7 separate regions of the Mus musculus genome follow, and all the other regions are linked to region 5. A link is a contact called in public HiChIP or PLAC-seq, Micro-C and promoter capture Hi-C data. All regions are on one chromosome and are shown on one strand. The core of a region is the stretch at or near the end of the contact, and the rest is flanking DNA. Distances in the headings are between cores, read along the strand shown. Region 1 holds the start of Galt (galactose-1-phosphate uridyl transferase). Region 2 holds the start of Rpp25l (ribonuclease P/MRP 25 subunit-like). Region 3 overlaps Nfx1 (nuclear transcription factor, X-box binding 1). Region 4 holds the start of B4galt1 (UDP-Gal:betaGlcNAc beta 1,4- galactosyltransferase, polypeptide 1). Region 5 holds the start of Dcaf12 (DDB1 and CUL4 associated factor 12). Region 6 holds the start of Nfx1 (nuclear transcription factor, X-box binding 1). Region 7 holds the start of Bag1 (BCL2-associated athanogene 1).

Region 1 (2,794 bases), core at 39-2,538, 440 kb after region 5:
AGCCTAGAATGTTCTATGTAGCCAGGCTACTCATTGATATGCCTGTCTCTGCCCTTCAAATACTGATGGCCTTTTGCTTGTTTTTGAAATTGGCTTCACTATATTGGCCAGGATGGTCTAGAACTTGTGGGCTCAATTGATCTTCTGCTTCAGCTTCTAGAGTAGCTGAGACTATAGGCAAATGCATCACTGTGCCTGGTATGTATGCACAAACGCATACACGCGCGCACACACACACACACATTACTGTCTTTTGGTTTACTTTTTTTTTTTTTTTCGAGACAGGGTTTCTCTGTGTAGCCCTGGCTGTCCTGGCACTCACTCTGTAAACCAGGCTGGCCTCGAACTCAGAAATCTGCCTGCCTCTGCCTCCCAAGTGCTGGGATTAATGGTGTGCACCACCACTGGCCGTTTGGTTTACTTTTATATAGATTGGGCCTTGTTATGTATAACTGCGCAGGCTGAACTTGAACTTGTAAGTTTACTGTCTCTGTTTCTGGAGTGCTGGGATTACAGGTGTGTACCACCACACCCTATACTTACTCAGTTCTCTTTATCTAACCTTATTTCTGCTCCTGAGGCTAGAGGCATAGTTACAGTGAAATACTCACACATCCGGGCAATACCTGAAGGGCCAGGCTGCAGGCTTCATCTATAGTATGATCAAGTTCCTCACCTCCACCCCCTCTCCACAACTTGCATCTTAACCACACACAGCAGCTCCGCAGGTGACCCAGGTCATGAGTTCAGAATGCTGCTGGTCTTTGCACAGGGCGTCTCTATGCTCCACACAGAACCTAGGTGCCTGGCACACGGTTAAGATGCTCAGTAAAAACGATGTCTTCTGAACAGGACAGGGCCTGATGTGCAAACACAAGAACTCACTACACCTGTGGTTACCTGCACAAAACATGAGAATGGACCCATAGAGGTTTCTTACCGGTTTGGGGGGCGGTGCACTCACGAGGCTCCGCCCTTTCTGATGGACTATTGGCAGTTAAAGGCTGCTGGCAGGAGTGTCCTTGAGTGGTGAAGCTGATATGTCATGCTCCAATAAATAGCCCTAATGTCGTGCAAGCAACCCGAATCCGTGGCGGGACGAATGGACACAGCAACCAGTTTTCACAGATGCTCTCCAGAGAAGTAGCTACAATCCGGTGTGCAGGAGAATCATCAAAACAACCTGGGGAAGTGAGCGTGGCGGTCCCGAGCCCCGCCCTCAAGTGGCAGGCTGTGCCCCCACCGTCACGTGTTGGCGACTAGCCAATCATCCAGGGTGGGCGGGGGGAGACATGGAATGGGGCGCTCACCTTGTGTACCTTAGGTCAATTCGTGTGGCCTCACGTCGCATAGCGGAGCCGATCCTGAGCAGCGCCAGCAGGCTTCAGAGGCGGACGCCATGGCAGCGACCTTCCGGGCGAGCGGTAATTGCTGGGCGGCCTGGACCCGCTACGGTGCGGAGCCGAGCCTTCCTTTTCCGTAGGAAGTTCTAGTCCCAGAGTCAAGGTCGGCACTCCTACCCGAGGCCAGGGTGGCGGGCGAGGGAAGGAGGGGCTTGCAGGCCGTGTGGCACGGAAAGCGTTTAACCCTTTAACTCCCCTCCGCCAGCCTATAGCTTCTAGAAACACTGCGCCGACCGAGCGTCCCTGTACTTGGGCCTGCTAGGGCATTAGAGCCACTCGGGGAAGAGAGAGACAGGGAGTTTTGCTGACTGATCCTTGTCTCTCCCCAGAACACCAGCATATTCGCTACAACCCGCTCCAGGACGAGTGGGTGTTAGTGTCGGCTCATCGCATGAAGCGGCCCTGGCAAGGACAAGTGGAGCCCCAGCTTCTGAAGACAGTGCCCCGCCACGACCCACTCAACCCTCTGTGTCCCGGGGCCACACGAGCTAATGGGGAGGTAAGCCCGAATACACAGCCACCAACTGGGATAGGAAAAAAATCCTTCTTCCTTATTACTACCCTTCGCCCACAAGGGGGAGCAGTGCGCCTCCTTTTGGGTCATTTCCGGGCAAGCAATTTTGATCCTTTGAGTGGGGCCTTCCTCGCCCCCGTTGCAGCCTGGATAGCCCTTGAATTCCGTCAGGTAGTATTTCTAGCCTATTCTTGTCAGTAGGTGAATCCCCACTATGATGGTACCTTTCTGTTTGACAATGACTTCCCGGCTCTGCAGCCCGATGCTCCGGATCCAGGTACCCTCAATTTAACCACTGTTGGGGAGAAGGGAGACTGGGTCTGACCCGGGTACCTGTGCTACAGAGAGTAATACTCCTTTATTCCAGGACCCAGTGACCACCCTCTCTTCCGAGCAGAGGCCGCCAGAGGAGTTTGGTAACTTTGGGTTTCCCCTCTTACAACCTCCAGCCCAGGTCTGAAGACGAAGACCTGAGCTTGGGCCCTGCCCTTAGCACCCAATCCACTTCCCTATGTCATTTTTCCCTCACCACCTAGTAAGGTCATGTGCTTCCACCCCTGGTCGGATGTGACGCTGCCACTCATGTCTGTCCCTGAGATCCGAGCTGTCATCGATGCATGGGCCTCAGTCACAGAGGAGCTGGGTGCCCAGTACCCTTGGGTGCAGGTCTGTGAGGGGGAGGTGTAACTTTGGTTTGGGGGAGAACCATTACTGCTTCCACAGGGTATGGTGAGGAGGGGTTGACTTGATGTCTGTGTGACTATTGAATATCTCTCTCCTTTCTACCCAATAGATCTTTGAAAATAAAGGAGCCATGATGGGCTGTTCTAACCCCCATCCCCACTGCCAGGCAAGTATGTGACAGGCCTTAATGGCT
Region 2 (2,787 bases), core at 275-2,774, 400 kb after region 5:
CCCCCCAGTCAGCAGTCCCACTTACACAACAGGCCAAACAAACAGGCATAACCTTTATTTCCCTTCCCTAGTCGGACGTCAGAAAAGGCAAGTGAGATGTAGAGACAGAGTGAGCCCTTCTCAAGCAGTCTTTAACTCAGCACTGACCCACGCCAGTCTTTTTAACAGTTCCACCCCACATTCCGGAGGGGAGGGGCAAGTTCGGTAGACTTAAGCCTTGCCGGCACAAGCTCTTCTTAGAGAAGGCACAGATATTCAGGTCTAGAGAACAGTCAGGCGCAGCAGATCTTCAGGACCGGGTGTCCCGAGCCCTCCTTCGGGGTCTGGGGCCACAGCTGGGACTAGGTATGGAACCCAGGCCAGGAGGTGCACCTGGGGGTTGGTAGCCACATTCACTGGGGTCCAAGGGGTCCCGACTAAGCAGTACCCACACCGCAGGCACGTGGCGTCGGACTGTGAGGGGGTCTAGTCCCGTGTCTGGTGAAGTTGGGACCCAGCTGTCCTCCGTTTGCAGGAAGCGGAGCTTGGTGAGCTGGTGTAGGCCCGGAACCCGCCTTTTGACAATCTCTGCACAGCTGACAGCCTTTCCAGCAGCCCGGCCAGAGCCTGAGAACACCACGTGCCTGGTGCTTCCCCCTTCCAAACGACCCAGCGCCAGCCCTAGCAGGTTTCGGATTTTGCTCCCATCTCGGACTCGCATTTCCAGAGTGTCAGGAGGTAGCTGGGGCATTGGTGATGAGGCTGGAAGCTCTACAGAGCCGGCCCTCCGGTACTGTTCCATTCTGCCCTCGCGACGTTGGTGGGTCTCTCTCTGGATATGCACTGCGGGTAAGAGTCAGATGAGTGGCGGGAACATGACCAGGTCCATCCTCCATCACTCCCTCCAGATTATCGCCTTGTTCCTCACCCCAGCGTCTCAAGGCTGGGGCCAAGAATTATCGAGTCCTTAGACCCCTTTCTAAATACATCCACGAGTTTCTAACACGGGCAAGACCAAATTCCCCCAAACCAGGCTCTCTGGTGGGTAGGCCTGTACTTCTTTATGATCTCAAGCTCCTGGGGGCTAGGTCCCAGACCCCTCGCCCACAACTTGCCAAGAACAGGCGGGCTCTCCTCACAAGGCTGCAAGGACTGGGACAAGGCTCCCTTACTTTGTGCTTCCAGAGACTCTTGGCTCCAAACTCCCTGGGGCACAGCCACGAGGCCTCACTCCCCAAGAAAGTACTCCCCAAAGAAAGAATCGACCCTGCCTACGAGCACGGGGTGCATGGGGGCAGAGAAGACCTCACCCCCACATTAATAGAGTAGGCTGGCTTGAACAGGGCCACTCGGGAACTCGACCGGAGAGCTGCTTCGGACCACTCGTGAGCGGTTGGCGGGCTCCCCAATCGTGGGCCGCTGTTTCAGGCAGCAGGCATTTCCCCTTTCCCCAGCTCTGAGTCCCCATCTCCTGGGATTTGGCTCTTACCACGGTCGCCAGTAGACGCTCGACCCTCACGGAGTAGCCAAGATGGCGCGCAGACCGGGAGCGCGCGGAGCCGCGGGGCCGCGCACGCAGGGGGCGGGGCCTGAGAGAAACCCGGGCTGCTGTTCGCCTGTGATGGTGGCATCTGGCCGGCCTCCAGCGGTCGGCGCGTTGATCCCGGAGCACCCCGCTACCTGCAGAGGGCCCACCCGGGAAAGGAACGGCTATCGGAGGAGTCTTGCGCCCGAAGAACGCAGATTTGTGCCTTTAAAAGATGGACGGCATGCGTCACCTGCTGACACACCGGAGCAGCGAAAGCGAAGCCCCTGGTGGATAAAAGCAGGTGAGACTCTTATTTACGGAGTCCTGAGCTTTCTTCTCATCCTGGGACACTGGACGACCCCGGCGGTTTTCAGGAGGATCTAAGCGAGTGCATAACTCATTGGCTGAGAGGATTGGTGTATAAGCTGGGTGGATCCGGTAGTCGGGGCAACAGCTACTGGTGACCCTGGAAGGGGCTGTACTCAACATCACCGTAGCGCTTCGGCCACGGGGGCGTGCCCACAGAGCCTAGTTCAGTATCCAGAGTAAAATAGGCCCTCCAATATTTGTCCGATGATATGCTAACCACAGAAACAGCAAGAATTGAGGATGGTAGAAACTTGATAGAAAACTTGGATGAAGTCGGGCAGTGGTGGCTCACGCCTTTAATCCCAGCACTTGGGAGGCAGAAGCAGGTGGATTTCTGAGTTCGAGGCCAGCCTGGTCTACAGAGTGAGTTCCAGGACAGCCAGGGCTACACAGAGAAACCCTGTCTCGAAAAGCTCAAAAAAAAAGAGAGAGAGAAAACTCTGATGAAGTTTTGGGGAAGAACGGGCGACTCTTCCGGTAGAATAGTCTAGGGTAAATGCTAGTTTCAGATCAGTTTGGACACGCTGCATTTGAGATGCTGACAACTCCACAGGTTGGGTGCCATACAGGCACTTGAAGGCGCCAAGGCACTCCCTCAGACCACAAGAGGGCAGCATACATTTGGTGGAGCGCGTTGCTTTATAGCTGTTTCTCCCTGCTTTCTCTCCCCCATTCCTAAAATTTCCTACATCCAAACCTCTTGGGCTCCTTCTCTGGCTACTGGTATAATGTAGACACAAGGCTGTGCTGCCTTGGTTCTGAACGTCCCTGCCTGCTCCTCCATGACCATCTGACATGTGGGCCCACCTGGTCTTCCCCAAACCCTGTGAGGTATAGGCGTCCCTCCTGTGCCCTCCTTACCATAGGATGATATTTAGAGGGTAATTGGCAAGTATGGGGTAAATAAATAT
Region 3 (2,700 bases), core at 67-2,566, 290 kb before region 5:
AAAGACGTGAAGCCCTGACCATTGGTAAAACTATGTCTGCAATCGTGTGTCTTAAACCTACCCATCTTATCCAAAAGCTCCCGGATGTCTCTAGACTGGTTAGGTTGCTTTATAGAGTTCCGTTTTCTCAAATCCCTGGCATTCTTTCAGCATGTCACCAAGCCTACCCCGGGACAGTTTAACTGTCTCTCATAATGGTAAGAACTTGGGACCAGCTCTCTCGCCATGTTCACAATGTGGGTCTATGACCATGTCCACTGTAGCCCTAAGTCCTCTGTGGTTGGTAGAGACTCTCGCATAGACAGCGGTACTGGGTTGCTTTTTTCCTAGGCTTTCAGCAGCCATGCTGACTCTCTCTGCATCTGAGCTCTGAACCACTGTTCAAATATTCAAAGTATGTGGACAGTCCAGAGTTTACGCCAAGCATCCTACTGTAGGCCTTCTTCAGTCTCCACTGTGCCCATCTGTGTGGCCCCTCTTCTCCATAGGCTGGACTTATCTTTGTTGTTGTCTTTTGGTTTTGGTTTGTTTTTTCAAGATAGGGTTTCTCTGTGTAGCCCTAGCTGCCCTGGAGCTCGCTCCTGTAGACCAGGCTAGCCTCAAACTCAGAGAGATCCACCAGCCTATGCCTCCTGAGTGCTGGGATTAAAGGCATGCGCCACTACCACCTGGCTTCTTTTTGCTTTAAAATAAACTTTGAGCCTCCCAAAACTTGAAATCATTAAACAAGGCACTTAATTTTTACTTGTATTTTGTTTATTGAGACAGGATCTCGCTAAGTTGCTTAAGCCGTTCAGATCTTAAACCCTCGACAGTCCTTCCTCAGCCTAAGTGCTGGCATTGCAGGCTCTCACCAAACCCAGCTGAGAGACACGGAAGGCTAAAGGAAAAACCAGTCTCCATGGAAATTACGGGGACATGGCAGCAGGGACAGGTGACAGGAGACAAGTGATGGGAAGAGCAGAGTCAGTCTCTTGGGCCTGTTCAGTACAGGGTCTGTGGCCTCACACAGAACAGGAAGTCAACAGCTGTCGTCCAGGGTCTGAGAGGGTGATTTGTGCATGCAAGAAAGGGAACTCTGACTTCTGAGCTGAGGATCAGAGCCCAGGGAATTCTAGCACCGCCAATTGGTAGAGTGGGGCCTTCCTGCTTGGCCTGGGATGTGAGGGTTACAGGAGTCACAACCTGGGCATCAGAGATGCAGCGTCTGTGAGCACAACACTCAGGTCTGGGAAGAGTGTGTCTTTTGTCTACACTAGTCGTGGATACAATGACATCTGGTGAGAGACAAAGGAGAGCTAGTGCTGAGGCCTGAGGCTGATAGACGGCGACTAGCTTCTGAGTCATGAGGCCATAGGCAAAAGCAGGCAGCAAGGCTGTATCAGCAGAGATGACTCAGCAGATAAGAGCACTGGCTGCTCTTCTAGGGGACCCAGGGTTCAATCTCCAACACACAGATGACAGCTCACAACTGTCTGTAACTCCTGTTGCAGGGCATCTGATACTCTCATACAGCAAAATAAAATAATAAAATGTATTAATTTAAATTTTATTAAAATTTTAAAATGTAACATTTTTTTAAAAAGTTCTGCCTTCCCAAGCCATCGTAAAATTAAAAAGAGAAAGGTCTGAATGTCATCATAGACTTGTCCCCCTGACCTCAGGCAGAAGTGTGTGGGGGAGAACGCGAAGGCTGCTTTGAGGCAAGAAGCCCAGGAGGCTACAGAAGTAGCTCAGCTGAGATGGTGGGGCTGCCTCTAAGGCAGAAATTCGGGTCAGGGAAGTAGGATCATAAGCCAAGGCTCACCAGGAAGCTTGTTTCTCTCTTGTCCCCAAGAGGAGCCCAGGCCCCATTGAAGGCTTCTCATGGGTCTTCTTCACTAGTCTATGGGTCGGAGAGTTCCAGAGACTGAGTTCTTAGTAATTTCACTGTCCAGCATGGCTGGCTCCTTTCAACCTTAGGGCCGTCCAAGTGAACAGAGAGATGCTTTGTGTACAGCTGAAGAGAAGCCTCCCTGCTGGCAGGTCTGTGAGAGACAGCTCTGGGTCCTGCCTGACCGTATTGAGGATCCCTTCCCATACGGCTAGACTTCTGAATTCCTGACTGAAAGGGAAACTCAACTCCTCTTCTAAAAGAGACATGACCAGACCAGGCCAGCACCTCGGTCTTCACTGACCTAACCTTAGTCGCCCACACCCAAGAGAAAGTTCTCACACAGCACATGGCCTCTGCATACATCTTCTGTACCATCGCTCATGGCATTTTAGAACCCAGGGTTCCACAGGAATTCTGGAAGCCACTCTGGTCCCTCAGCTTACAAGCTTGAAAGAAACAGTCATTGGGATAACACTGTGTGACCCCAATCAGGGATCAGGGCTGGTGAGGGTCAGGAAGAAGGTACGTCTTCAAAGAGTGAGCTGGGGCCCTAGCTTCCATGAGTAGAACTCACTTGGAATTCCTTTCCTATGGTCCAGGAAGCCTGTAGCTTGTTCTTCTGGCGAATAGACTTAGGAGATGTGGGGGCCGAGAGCCCAACTGAACACCAAGGTGACCAGGTTCCTCTGACCCAGACACTTTGCCTACAGTGGGTATCGGGTTCAGCATCCATAGGGCGGGAGTGATGGTTCCTACCCATGTGCTGGGCAGATTCTGCTACCTCCCAGTGAGCCAATGATTCTCACCTGTGTGCTGTGCCAAGC
Region 4 (3,086 bases), core at 45-2,544, 460 kb before region 5:
GCCCTCTGCCCCTGGAGAGGGCCCTGCTCAGTTTGGTTAAGAGGAAGCATCAGGAGGAGGAACTTGGGGTGGGAGACAGAAGGCCCCTTGGTTCAGCACCTACAAACAGGAGGAAATCCCACAATTGTAGCAACTTTCTAAGAGTTCATCCTCATTCTTTAAACTCTTAGTTACAATGTTTCATTTACTTCTTCAAAACAACTCCAAAATACGTGTGGTTTATTATCTCCATTTACCAGAAAGAAACCTTAAAGAGAAAGTTAAGTGGCTTGTTCTAAGGCGGAGTGGAGGGTGGTGGGGAGGGGAGGTGGTTTTCTCACTGTCGGTCTTGTCCTCAGAAGGTTGAAGGTTGCCGGTGTTGCTACTATAGGTAGGGAAGGTTGCAGAGCAGCCTTTTCAGTCTACTCTAAACTGACCCCAACTTCAAACTTCCTGAGTCCTGGGCCAGAACAAGGGTGTCTCCAGGGCCTTGTCTGGTGCTGGGGTAAGAGCCTGGGGGTTTCCCAACAGGGCCCCTGCCTCTTGAGACACCAGCCAACCTCTCTTTGGGTCATCCCAAAGAGGATTAAGCCCTTCTTGGGGATTATGCACTCTGATCAAAACCTGGTGGCTGGCAGTCCTGAAAGAGATCTTAGGATAATATCCCTGGAACCCTACTGAGGAAATCCGAGGAGTCCACGTCCTCAGATCCTGGGTCTTACCGAGCAGCGGGGACTCCTCAGGGCAAGCTGGCAGCGACAACAGTCCAGTGGTGGTGGGCACTGGCAACGAAGACAAGTTGCTCTTCAAGCCGGGGCCAGAAGCTGCACCAGGGCTGGAGTCGAGACCCGGGCGAGGCTTCGGGGAGACGCCTAAAGGAGGCGGCGGCCGCGCACCCCGCGGCCGCTGCTCTCCTGGGGGCTGCTTGCTGGCTGCGGCGCCGTTCGTGCCGCCCTGCAGTGTAGAGGAGACTCCGACCAACTGGGGCAGGCGGCTCAGATCGCGGCCAGAGAGGTAATAGACGAGGGTGACGCCGAGGTGCAGCGCGCAGACGGCCACGAGCAGGCGGCAGGCCCGCTGCAGGGTCGCGCCCGGCATCGCGGCGCTGCCGCCCAGGAACTGCTCACGAAACCTCATCTTCCCGCCGCGGCTTTAAGAGGGGGTGGGCTACGGCTGAGAGGACGGCCCGCCCGCAGGCCGCCCGCCAGGCGCTACCCGACCACAGCGATCGAAGGAGGGGCCGGGGGGAGGGGGCTAGGACCTAGCGCAGCACCGGCCGCCTGCGGCGGAAAGCCGACACCCCTGGCCGCGGGACTTTGGAGAGATCAGCGGGAACCACAAGCGCGGATGAGCAGGGGGCGTGGTCTCGACCTAGGGCGGGGCCTCAACCGGGTTTCGGAAGGCTGTTCGCGGAACCTGGGGGGGCGGAGTCTAAGGGGTGGGGCCGCAAAGCGGGTCTTTTTCGAGAGGGGCGGGGCATGAGGGACAAGGCTCGGAGAGGGGACTGAGGGGCGGAACCTTCAGCCGGGTTTTTCTGGCAGCTAAGGGAGGGCGGAGCTTGGGGGGCAGGCACTAAGGGGCGGGCCCTCGGGAGGTTGGGTTGCAGGGCGTCGCGACACTTGGGGACTAAACGTGGCGCTCCGCCAGCCCCACCGCAGCCTTGGGTTGAGCGGGCATCCCATACCCAGCGGCGCTCAGCTTTTCTTCCTAGCGTTCACCGTGGAGCTTAAGTCTCTCTAAACCAGCTTCTTGTTCAACGAGCTGCTCACCACTTCCTGACGTACCCAGTGACTCGGGTATGGGCCTGGGACAGCAGCTAGTGAGGACAAGAGGACAGGCGGTAGCCTTGGGATAGTGAGAAAATGGAGTGGAGAAAGGTCGTCTAGGAAACCGGCTTCGACGTCCCGCGAGGCCAGCGGACGGATTCTCTGGGGCGTTCCAAAGATCCACTTACCCTAGCTGGGTCCGCCTGCCTGTGAGGGGGCTAAAGTGGAGGAGCTGCTTATTGAGTCCTGCTAGGGAAGTGACCATCTTGCTCTACTCTTACTCCCACATAAGTGTTTGCAGGATTGGGAAACCTCAGGAACCTGCCCAACTTGGTTCTAGGTGCAACATGGCCTCTAGTGCATGCCACATGGAGATGACACATGCTTGTTGGGATGAGACTGGCAGAAAACTGCATTAATTCCTAAGCCTGCGTACAGAACAGCCCGTTGTACACAGCGCTGGAACACAGTCCCCATTTAACAGAATACTGGAATCTAGGCGCGGTCGTGAACACCTGTAATCCCAGACTCTGGTTGCGGAGACAGGAAGAGCCAGAGTTTGGAGCCAGCCCAGACTATGTAGTAAACAAAGATTTCAGTGCCTTGGAGTGAATAAGAATGAATGGCCTGTAAAATCTCACAGCTGATAAGCTGTGGAACTCAGGGCTCCTAAAAACTTTGTCACTGCGCGTTCCTTTACCTAACCTTGTTGATCTGAAAGTGGAAGCTGGAAGATTTAAGCACTTGAAGTCTTGACCCCGAGGCCTCAGACCCATTTATCCTTGAATGTGATGAGAACCTTAAGATGGGGAATGCTAATTCTAGCTACTCCTATGTTTGGAGAGTTTGTTGTTAACCAATATATGCCATGTAATAGGGGTTGTTAACTGTCTCCGATTCATCGATGAGAAAGCAGGCTGAGTGACATTTGGTTGCAATCATAGAAAGTATTTAAAAAAAAAAAAACCACTTGGGAGGCAGGTGCATTTCTGAGTTCGAGGCCAGCCTGTTCTACAGAGTGAGTTCCAGGACAGCCAGGGCTACACAGAAAAAAAACCTGTCTCGAAAAACAAAAGCAAAAACAAACCAAAAAAAAAAAAAAAAAAAGAAAGAAAGAAAAGAAAGTATACTGCTCATCAGGTGACTTCCTGACCGACCCTCTCTGGCCCCTCGCCTCCCTTGGTGAGGTCCTGAGGCTGTGGTCCCTGCGGCTCTTTTATGTCTATGTTCCTTAGGTGTGGTTCTATTATCTATAAGCTGATAACACAAAACTTTGTGGATCCAACCCACATCTCTTCCCTAACCCTCCACCTTCCAGTATCATCTCAGCCAAATGAGTCC
Region 5 (2,893 bases), core at 64-2,563:
ACAGAAGATTTGTAATCCAGAAAGTACAGTTTAACTCGGCTAGCACTGAAATAAGGCTCTCATAATGAAGACTACTTAGAAAATGGATAAACAGGGCAAAAAAAAGTTAACTAAACCTTTGAGGAAAGTGGAGGGCTCAGAAATAACATATACCCAGGTGTCCTTGATAGTTACGAAATGAAGTCCATATTACAGAACCCACCTGGGCTGCACTTCTACCCAGCCCCCTTCTCCCTCTCCGCCTGTGCACCCCGTAGAGCATAAAGAGTATAGCTCAAAGAGCCAGACTGGGGTCTCGGATCTTCCAGGGATGTACAGTCAATGGCCGCTCATCTGACTCCGCGCGACTTGCGCTGCGGGCAGTTTTAGAATTCGAAAAATCAAATACCAACGGGGTAACCTGCGTCGGAATCCCAAGTCCAAGAGGCCTTCCTCTCCAAAGGGGGCAATATAGAGATGACACCTGGTGTTTCTTCTAGATGTCTAAAGAGCCAAAGGGGCCTGCACCCAGTTTAGGAGATGGTTTCCTTGATAAGAGACCATCGGCCCTTATTCCTAGTGCCACTGGAAGGTCCACTTCAATCTCCTTCCCAGTAACTTCGGAAGGTCGGTCTTACTTCCGATTCCCCTTGTCTTCATTTTCTCCTCCCTCCAGGAACGAGGAGGTCCTGAAGCTCTCTATCCCTAGCTGCTGACTTCCAGCGGAAGGCGTCATTTTGTAGTTTTCTTTTGGCTCCTCACCCTTCCGGCCCGCCTGCTCGCCAGTACACTGCAGAAGGACCGGTCACTGCTCTACAGTCCCGGCTCCGGTTCTCGTCCCGCCCTGGCCCCAGGTTCCTGAACCCAGCTGGAACGCCCTAAGCCCCTGCTAGGTGATGACCCAGACCTGTGAGCCCTCACCTGCGGGCCCTGAGCGTCGCTCCCGGCTCCTGGCGAGGCAGACGCTTTCCGCTTCCTGCTAACTGCTTTCCGGGCCATAGTGGGCAGCGCCGCCGTGGCCCCGCAGCCACATGAGGCGGAGAAGGCAAGGGGCGGCAGGGCGACGGGTCATGAACCGGGCCCTGGGGCCGCGCGCTTTCGAGCGCCCGGCCCGGAAAATGGCTCGGATCCCGGGCAGCAGTCGATCAAAATGAGGCGCGTAAATGGAAGAAGGGAAAATCCGGGTTGGGAAAGGGGAAGGGGAAGGGAAGGGGAAGGAAAAGCAGGAACAAGCAGCTTTCCTACCGCCGTGTCTGGAAAGGACGGCGAGCGGCGAGAACCAAAACACCCCCCTCCCACTCGCCCGCGCCCCGTCACTCCTGCGCAGCCGCACATAGCAGCACGTCGCCACGGAGACACCGCCCAGACCAGCAGGGCGGGACTTAAGCGCAGCAAGGAGAATTGATGTCCTCGGAGAACTTCCGCTTGCCTCTTGCCAATGGCGGTTAAGCTGTGGCCAAAGGAATCCAGCCTTCTGTCGGGACATTTCCGACCTCAGCCAGCTCATCCTCTGGCATGCGGAAGTAAGCATGAGCTGCCTGGCTGCGGGACCAATCTTGAACCTGTAACCATCATGGTAGGATTAAAGATATTCTAGACACCCTGATTGCCAGATTGCAATCAGACTATTAAAACACTGGACTCTAAGAAATTGCAGTTTTCCTGGGAGAAGGAAAGGACAAGGGCACAGATGCCAGCCAATAGAGGAACTTGACTCCAGGAAAGATAGATCACAGTTGGGAAAACTTGTCAGACTACCTTCCCAGAGAAACTGGGCGAACAGATGATGGATGCGACCACACCTTGCCGACGACTGCTTACTTAAGCATAGCTGTTGCCTTTAAGCCTAAACAAACCACACGTCAGCCCCTAAGATGGACTAGGATAAGAGAATGTCCCGTCGTTGTTCTTTCCAATGAGACCGAGTTAACACCTTTCTTCAAGTTTCCCCTTACACTTTGTCTTTTAGTTGGCCTGTTGAGAATGAGTTAAGGCTGCTAGGGCCCAGGTTCTGACCCTTCCTTATACCTCAGAAGACGTTTCTTAATCCTGTAACTAGTAGCCTCACATTTAGCACTTTCCCCCAACATTCTCACAAACTGTCAATGGGCACAAAAGATTAGACACTTTAAGGAAGGCAGAGAACCCCACATCACACTCCTTCAAGATGGATTCAGGGTAGGAAGGCAGCAGTATGGTCAGATTTTTGCCACATCAAAGTACCAGAGCTAACGCAGGCTGCCTCACATGCCTGTTGGCACAGGTCTCCCCACACATACGGAGTCCCCAGATTCCATTCTCCACTTCTTTACTCTCCAGCTCCCTGTCTATTTTGACTCCTGTCTAAACCTCAAGTCACTTTTCCCCTTCTTTTATTTATTCCTTTTCTTTCTTTCCTTTTTTTTTTGAGACAGGGTTTCAGTGTATAGTCTTGGCTGGTCTGGAACGCAGCATGTTATATAAATCAATCTGGCCTCAAAAGTTATAGAGCTCCACATGCCTCTGCCTCCCCAGAGCTGAGTTAAAGGTGTGTGCAACCACATCTAATAAGTCACTTTCTTTCATAAAATGCCACCCTTTTTAGGTCTGCAAGGTCAAAGTCACACTGTCCTTGTGCTTCAGCAAATAGACCCATCGCTGTAATTCATGCCATTGCCTGCCTTTCTCTCGGAGCCCAGCCTTGATCTCCATTAAGGAGTGAAATCTTGAACCACAGAAAAGAGAGTGGTCATTTTTGGCATGTCCGGTTTGGACTGGCACCAGTCACCAAACAAAGCGGGATCACCCTTGCCTCCATTTTCCGAAGATCCTGAAGGAATGTGAGTGCCAGCTTCCACTTTCCTCAGGCAAAGAAACCCTTGGAGGAAGCAGGATGTTCTTGCTTGAGACTGACTGGCCTCAGGCTGTGGTGCCC
Region 6 (2,787 bases), core at 176-2,675, 340 kb before region 5:
CCCCTCCACTCCCTCCTCTTGTCTCTCTCATCATCATCATCTCACTACTGCAGGTAGTACAAATACAACGGTTTCGTGTCTCACCTTTCTGAGGCCGATTTTCAAATATAATTCCTGAAGGATTCCTAAATGTGCTCGGTTAGGGGCAGGCTAAGCCACCCAGTCGAAGGCTTCTTAGTCTGTAGATATTAGAAAGAAGTGCAGAAGCCCTGTAACCAAAATGGTCACATCGTGGAGAATGTTTGAGACAGTGTTGTACTGTTGCTCTGGCTAGCCTGGAACTCACTATGTAGATCAGACTAGCCTCAGACTCACAGAGAACTACTGTCTCTGCTGCCAGAGTGCTGGAATTAAAGTCTAAGTCACCACACCTCACCTTGGAAGATTATATTTTACTATAAAAGAGGCTGAGACAGAGAAGATCCTACTGCAAGGCCCGTGCCAAGGTACAACCTTGAGAAATTACGTCATGCAAACAAGACCTGAAGTAAAAGTGGTTTATTGGGAGAAGAGGAGTGAGGGCCTAGGAAAGGAATAGAGGCAGACAAGTAGGCATGGAGCCAGTCAGACAGACAGGAGCAAAGCCATGGGGCAGAGAGAAGGGGACCGGACGCTGACAATAGACAGCTGCTGGGTGGCGGGGGGGGGGAGGGGGGGGACGCTTGGGGGCGTCTCTTTAGACGCAGCACACACCTATCACACACGGTGGAGGCAGGTCTAAGTGGTTGCTAGGGTCCTGGGGGCAGGCCAGCAGAATGCCTGAATACCAACAGGGGCTACATCAGGACACCCTTTCCCCACTCTCCCCCCCCCTCCAAAAAAAAAAAAAACACAGTAACTTCAAACTGTCTACCTCAGTTGGTGTTCATTTGTATTTGTTACTTGCCTACCGGTTTGTGGCTCATTTGCTATTAGTCCTTTAGATACTGTGTTTCGTTTTACACAGACAGGGATAGGTAGCCCAGGACCTGGAACTCACTACATCCCACTCCCATCCCACCCCCGATCCAGCCTCCCAGGTCCTGAAGTCGTGGGCTACCTAACCCTTGGCAGGTAACCTTTTATTGTTTTGCAGTCTTTTCCTCCACAATGCCCTTTGATTACTACAGCGCCCCCCCCCCCCTCGTCGCCTGCGTGAGCCGCTCCAGGCCGCCTCTTAGCTGAAGGTCATTTGAAGCCGGGCGGATGGCAGGACTTGACAAAAAGGCGTAGCAGCTGGAGAACCCAGCAGCTCTCGAAAAGCAATTACGCAAGTTGGGGGCAGTAGATCCTGCGGTCCGGGTGGGTCTCCTCCAGCCACTCGTGTCCCCCCCGCAAACCCCGCTTGCACCCGGGCCGGCGCATTTGTCTGACGTCCCAAATGCGCCATTTCACTGTGTGCTCAGGTAGCACCACCCCCTTGGCTGTCCCCGGGCGCGTAGGAGCGACTAGTCTCTCGGCGCCGGAAATCCGGGACACGTGACCAGGTGACAGCCTTCGCTCGGTGGCGGGGCTCGCTTGAGGTGCTGCGGCACGGGATGGCGGAGGCGCCTCCGGTCTCAGGTACTGTCCCGTTTCCCGCGCGGGACCCCTAGGGTCTAGCAGTCTAGTCCGAAGGGTGCGGGCCATTGCGGTGGCAAGTGGGGTGCGTGCTGCGCGGGGACAGTGGCTCGCGAGGGCCAAGCCACGCGCGCTGCACGTACGGAACCCTCCTCCATCTTCCACGGGATGGGGAGGCTCGGCCCCTGGGTTTCCGAGGAGAGCGGGCGGGTCCCGGCGCCAAGGGAGCGGACGTGGGCCTCTGGCGCCCCCCGCGGGGCTCCTTCCGGCCTTCCCGAGGCCGCGCGGAGCAGAGTCCGGCGGGCGGGCGGGCGGGCGGACGGCCGGCCGGCCGGGCGTAGGCGACTCTCCGTAGCGGGCCCTGGAGGCCAGCGAGTTTGCGCGCTGTGCTAGGGGTGTGTTCTTTACCTCTCGGAGTGGCGGGTTCCGCGCGCGCGGGCCAGCCAGCCAGCGGGCCCAGTCCTGAGGGGGTGTGAAATCCCATATTGAGGTGCGTGACGTGATCCAGTCTCAGTTACCTCATCTGTCAGCCTGGAGTAGTAAGCTAATTCCCAGACCCTCCCTGTTCTCTCCCTGATTGTTGGCTCACTCTCCCTCCTGGAGCTACCCCTGTGGTAGAGACAGCCTCATTTGACTGTTCGTATAAGCTATTTCCATTTTCTTCAAGGTGTATTGGTCAATCCGGGCTTTCAAATTTTGTGGACAGCAAAAAAAAAAAAAAAAAAAAAAAAAAAAAAAAGGAACGTTTTGCATGGGGTATTAGTACACATTTACCTAAATGTAAATGTGAACCGAGAAGCTGGGGCGCTAGTTCAAGTGTTTAAGAACAGTAGCTCCTCAACAGAGCAGTCACGTTCGCTTGCACAACCACCTGGAAAGCTGTGCGATCTGACGCCCTCTTCTGGCCACGGAGGGCATCAGCAAACACGTGGCATATATCCCGTCCCTGTCCCCCCAAAGCACCCTTGCTAAAACAGGAACACAAGATTAAAAGAAAAGTTTTTTTGTTTTTAAAGTAAACCAAATGTTTCAGTGCTATCAGACATGGTAGCGCACATCTTTAATCCCAGCCCTCGGGAGGGCGAAACAGGAGGATCTTTCGAGTTGGAGTCCAGCCTGGTTTACATAGTTGCAGACCATCCAGGGTTACATAGTGAGATCCTGTCTGGGAAGATGGGGTTGGAGGCCGAGAAGCAGAGGTTTCTTTTACTCTCAACAACATACTCTTAACATTACTATTAAGAAGAA
Region 7 (2,896 bases), core at 46-2,545, 370 kb before region 5:
TGTTTTAAAACAGGTACTCAATCTTTTCTAAGTAAGTGGAGTTCAAATCCACCTTTAGATTGCGCTCCCAACCAGTCAAGAGTCAGAAGGAGTCCTAGTTCCTATTTGTGCCTCACAGATCAGACATCAAGAGGCCTTTGGGGGGGTGGGGGTGGGGATTCATCTCAAAGTTTCATAAAACTGCTGGATATAGAGCCATGGTTTAGGTAGCAAAGTTTGTTGTTAGTCTTTCCTAACTGATTCTAAGGAAATGTCATGGCTTCAGCTTTCTCGTGTACTTCCCAAGGTTTTTAGTTCTGTGTTGATGTAACCAGATGTCCAGAAAGTAACTCTTGGACTCACGGCCCATTGAACCTGCGGTTCTATGACATCCAACAAAAACACTACTCAGTAAATAAGGAACAGCGGGATCACGCACCAAGTTCGTACTCTTTACACTGGTGGATGTCCAGAACCACGGAAGTTCTACACACAAGAAGGCCTAATATAAGCCTGACACAAAGACCCACGATTACTAGCGTTACACACTCAACTTTGCTTCCAAATAGAGGATCCAATAAGTGTCCAGGGACCGGCCACAGGGAAAGATGTCCTGACACCAGCCCTAAGCAAAAACATCCCCAAATATATATAGCCAAGAACCCATGTTTCTTTCTCCCAAGACTACATGTGGCCAAACCCACATATCCCAACCCGATCTACGGAACCCTCCTTGGCGCTCACTGTGGGTGACGATCACGCTGAGTCTGGGTGTTTCCATTTCCTCCGTCTGGACCATCTCCTCGGTCTTGGCCATGTTGTCGGTCTGGGTCACCTCTTCTGCCACAGTTACTTCCTCGGTTTGGGTCGCCTCCTCGATCTTGGTCACCTCCTCTACCTGGGTCCCGGTCACGTTCTTGCTACGGGTCACTTTCTTACTTCTAGTCAACTCCCTGCTGCTGCTCCCTACCTTCTCGCTCTGAGAAGAGCGGGGCCGGACTTTCTTCTTCACCCGCGGCTTGCAGGCGCCGGCGGCGGCGCCCCTGGTGGATCGGTCATGCCCGCTGGCTGCACTGCGCACAGAGGAACGCTGAGAGGGAGGCAAGCCCCGCTCGGCCCGGGACTCCGACTGGCGCGGCTCCCGGGCAGGCCGAGGGGCGCGCAGCCTGGGTCCCAGCGGCTCCCGGTCGCCTCGCGGTCGCCGCGCGGCGCTGCGACCCGCCAGGCCGCGTTTGTTCACAGCGCAGCGGTGGCTACCGGGCGCGCAGCCTTGCAACCCCGCCCCACTACTCACCAGTTCCGCCCCATCTACTCGCCACGCCCTCGGAACTGACCCTGCTTCAGGCCCCGCCCTATCCGCCCAGCCGCGTCTAAGCCCCACCCACTCCGCCAAGGCACCGCCCTATCCCTCCTCATAAGCCCCTCCTTCAGAAGTCTTTCCACCTCTCCCAGAGCTCCGCGCTCCTTCTCCGGAAGGAGGAGCTGAAAACACGGAAAAGGGATCGGGAGACTCGGGCGAGCACTCTGCGCCTGCGCATGGGGTGGGGGAAGCCGGAAATTGACACCAGAGCGACTACGCTTCCGTTTCTGGTTTTCCTCCAGTGTTTGGGTTTCCTCGCAGCCGGCCAAGATGAACCGATTCTTCGGAAAAGCGAAACCCAAGGCTCCGCCACCTAGCTTGACGGACTGCATTGGGACGGTGGGCATTTGACTTTGCATACCTCTGACACTCCGACCCGTCCATCCCGAATTCGTACTCCACCCCATTCCTGGTTCGGGCCCATTAAACCTGAGTCTTCTTCATCCCCACCCCTTTCATCCCTGTTTTCCAGGTCATTCCTGACCCCAGAGACCAGACAGTCTAATCTCATCATTCTTTCGCCCTTACTGCACTTAGCTCTTTCCGATGCCCACTGTGCCCCACCCCTTCTTCCTCGCTTTGGTTCCCACATTCCAACCTACGTACCCTATGTCACTACACCCCACTTTGTCTAACCTGGCCTTTTAAAAACCCTTTTTCACTCTTCTCCCCTTACCCATGTCAGGGTTAACATATCTGTACCTTAGTCCTGGGTCTGAGTAGCATAGAATTCTGAATCTTGGCCCTTCCAGATTAAACCTGATCTCGGAAATGGTTTTAGATCTCATCTTAGCCTGTGTTGATTGGTTCATTCCACGCACGTTCATGCAGAGTCCCAAACTGACTATTCTCCTACTTGGGAAATCTCAGCCAGCGGAGAGAATCCCAAATCGTTTTCCTCAAGAGAGGGCTGCTATATCAGAATCTAGGAGGTGGGAGAGAGTTTATGAAAGCCCTCCAATGGTTCGGGCTGGAATTCCCCACCCTTAAGAAAAACCCTATTTTCTGCCCTTTGCTATATTGTTCCTTTTTTCTTTTGCATATCCCTCTCTTTCTGCCCCTTTCCATGTAAACATATTACAATAATTACCACTGCATGTGATGTTTTCTTCCAAGGTGGATAGCAGGGCAGAATCCATTGACAAAAAGATTTCCCGGCTGGATGCTGAACTAGTGAAATATAAGGATCAAATCAAGAAGATGAGAGAGGGTCCTGCTAAGGTAAGGCTGGTGACAACTGTTGTAGGAAGTACTGTGAAGGGACTGACTGGTGAAGGATACAAGAAAAATACACGAAATCTGGTAAAGAGAAGCTACTTGTGAGGACCTGTTCTTCAGGGAACAGAAGCTACAGCCATATACAAGAGGGAGGCTGGGTTTTAATGTGGTAGGTAGAAGATGCTGATGACATGTAATGGGAATTGGCATGCTCTGCTGAGAAGGTCTGACTCTGAAGAGGAGAGCTGGTTGTGCTCAGAATCCGGGTGTTGTCTGGCTACTCAGGTTAGACTAGATATGGCGTGTAAGATCAGTGTTCTGATACTAACACTACTTAAT

The links. Promoter capture Hi-C pulls out the DNA fragments that hold promoters and counts their contacts. Hi-C and Micro-C count contacts between places; a contact is called where the count stands out from the background. HiChIP or PLAC-seq counts read pairs in DNA pulled down with a chosen protein or histone mark.
Region 1: a contact with region 5 is called in an HNF4G HiChIP or PLAC-seq map of pancreatic cancer cells. The contact joins the promoter of Galt here to the promoter of Dcaf12 in region 5. A contact is called at or near these places in 2 of 39 promoter capture datasets (maxillary cranial neural crest and pre-B cells), 1 of 484 Hi-C or Micro-C datasets (B cells), 1 of 115 datasets of contacts at active chromatin or transcription factors (pancreatic cancer cells) and 3 of 9 other capture datasets (adipose tissue, liver and pancreatic islet).
Region 2: a promoter capture Hi-C map of hippocampal neurons shows a contact between it and region 5, with 6 times the contacts expected there. The contact joins the promoter of Rpp25l here to the promoter of Dcaf12 in region 5. A contact is called at or near these places in 9 of 39 promoter capture datasets (the C10 cell line, the HPC-7 cell line, cranial neural crest and 6 more), 2 of 484 Hi-C or Micro-C datasets (cerebral cortex and cortical neurons), 4 of 115 datasets of contacts at active chromatin or transcription factors (embryonic forebrain, embryonic midbrain, forebrain and 1 more) and 2 of 9 other capture datasets (adipose tissue and liver).
Region 3: a contact with region 5 is called in a FOXA1 HiChIP or PLAC-seq map of pancreatic cancer cells. The contact joins the enhancer-like site here to the promoter of Dcaf12 in region 5. A contact is called at or near these places in 4 of 39 promoter capture datasets (cranial neural crest, frontonasal cranial neural crest, neural stem cells and 1 more), 5 of 115 datasets of contacts at active chromatin or transcription factors (double positive thymocytes, embryonic stem cells, neural tube and 1 more) and 3 of 9 other capture datasets (adipose tissue, embryonic stem cells and pancreatic islet).
Region 4: a Micro-C map of embryonic stem cells shows a contact between it and region 5, with 2.8 times the contacts expected there. The contact joins the promoter of B4galt1 here to the promoter of Dcaf12 in region 5. A contact is called at or near these places in 7 of 39 promoter capture datasets (cranial neural crest, embryonic stem cells, frontonasal cranial neural crest and 4 more), 1 of 484 Hi-C or Micro-C datasets (embryonic stem cells) and 2 of 115 datasets of contacts at active chromatin or transcription factors (the 230-238 cell line and bone marrow-derived macrophages).
Region 6: a contact with region 5 is called in a Micro-C map of embryonic stem cells, with 2.9 times the contacts expected there. The contact joins the promoter of Nfx1 here to the promoter of Dcaf12 in region 5. A contact is called at or near these places in 3 of 39 promoter capture datasets (cranial neural crest, neural stem cells and second pharyngeal arch cranial neural crest), 2 of 484 Hi-C or Micro-C datasets (both in embryonic stem cells), 5 of 115 datasets of contacts at active chromatin or transcription factors (bone marrow-derived macrophages, embryonic stem cells, extraembryonic endoderm stem cells and 1 more) and 2 of 9 other capture datasets (adipose tissue and liver).
Region 7: a contact with region 5 is called in a FOXA1 HiChIP or PLAC-seq map of pancreatic cancer cells. The contact joins the promoter of Bag1 here to the promoter of Dcaf12 in region 5. A contact is called at or near these places in 8 of 39 promoter capture datasets (cranial neural crest, embryonic stem cells, frontonasal cranial neural crest and 5 more), 2 of 484 Hi-C or Micro-C datasets (CD4 T cells and embryonic stem cells), 6 of 115 datasets of contacts at active chromatin or transcription factors (bone marrow-derived macrophages, effector CD8 T cells, embryonic stem cells and 2 more) and 4 of 9 other capture datasets (adipose tissue, embryonic stem cells, liver and 1 more).

What each region holds. Positions count from the first base shown.
Region 1 is chr4:41,754,229-41,757,022 of GRCm38.p6, forward strand. Galt (galactose-1-phosphate uridyl transferase) reads left to right here and starts at 1,289. Exons shown (of 11, transcript NM_016658.4): 1 at 1,289-1,424; 2 at 1,733-1,902; 3 at 2,119-2,194; 4 at 2,285-2,333; 5 at 2,454-2,583; 6 at 2,711-2,767. The coding sequence starts at 1,400. Gm42274 (predicted gene, 42274) reads right to left here and starts at 1,544. Exons shown (of 2, transcript NR_155499.1): 1 at 941-1,544.
Region 2 is chr4:41,711,993-41,714,779 of GRCm38.p6, forward strand. Rpp25l (ribonuclease P/MRP 25 subunit-like) reads right to left here and starts at 1,525. Exons shown (of 2, transcript NM_027278.3): 1 at 1,469-1,525; 2 at 41-822. The coding sequence starts at 781. The coding sequence ends at 290.
Region 3 is chr4:41,025,250-41,027,949 of GRCm38.p6, forward strand. It overlaps Nfx1 (nuclear transcription factor, X-box binding 1), which reads left to right. Exons shown (of 24, transcript NM_023739.3): 24 at 1-743. Among named protein-coding and RNA genes, the nearest start is that of Aqp7, 22 kb to the right of the region's middle. Within about 2 kb of position 1,317, at least 79 of the 459 cell types and tissues checked have an H3K27ac peak or open chromatin away from gene starts, as enhancers often do. A contact at or near this core is called in adipose tissue, embryonic stem cells and pancreatic cancer cells, where this site is marked.
Region 4 is chr4:40,852,690-40,855,775 of GRCm38.p6, forward strand. It overlaps B4galt1 (UDP-Gal:betaGlcNAc beta 1,4- galactosyltransferase, polypeptide 1), which reads right to left and starts at 1,295. Exons shown (of 6, transcript NM_022305.5): 1 at 702-1,295. The coding sequence starts at 1,116.
Region 5 is chr4:41,313,588-41,316,480 of GRCm38.p6, forward strand. It overlaps Dcaf12 (DDB1 and CUL4 associated factor 12), which reads right to left and starts at 1,314. Exons shown (of 9, transcript NM_026893.3): 1 at 901-1,314. The coding sequence starts at 978. Gm46891 (predicted gene, 46891) reads left to right here and starts at 755. Exons shown (of 2, transcript NR_168697.1): 1 at 755-2,893.
Region 6 is chr4:40,969,518-40,972,304 of GRCm38.p6, forward strand. It overlaps Nfx1 (nuclear transcription factor, X-box binding 1), which reads left to right and starts at 1,426. Exons shown (of 24, transcript NM_023739.3): 1 at 1,426-1,542. The coding sequence starts at 1,518. Gm52692 (a long non-coding RNA gene) reads right to left here and starts at 642. Exons shown (of 2, transcript XR_003955193.1): 1 at 85-642.
Region 7 is chr4:40,946,999-40,949,894 of GRCm38.p6, forward strand. Bag1 (BCL2-associated athanogene 1) reads right to left here and starts at 1,296. Exons shown (of 7, transcript NM_001171739.1): 1 at 724-1,296. The coding sequence starts at 796. It overlaps Chmp5 (charged multivesicular body protein 5), which reads left to right and starts at 1,555. Exons shown (of 8, transcript NM_029814.1): 1 at 1,555-1,678; 2 at 2,456-2,560. The coding sequence starts at 1,610.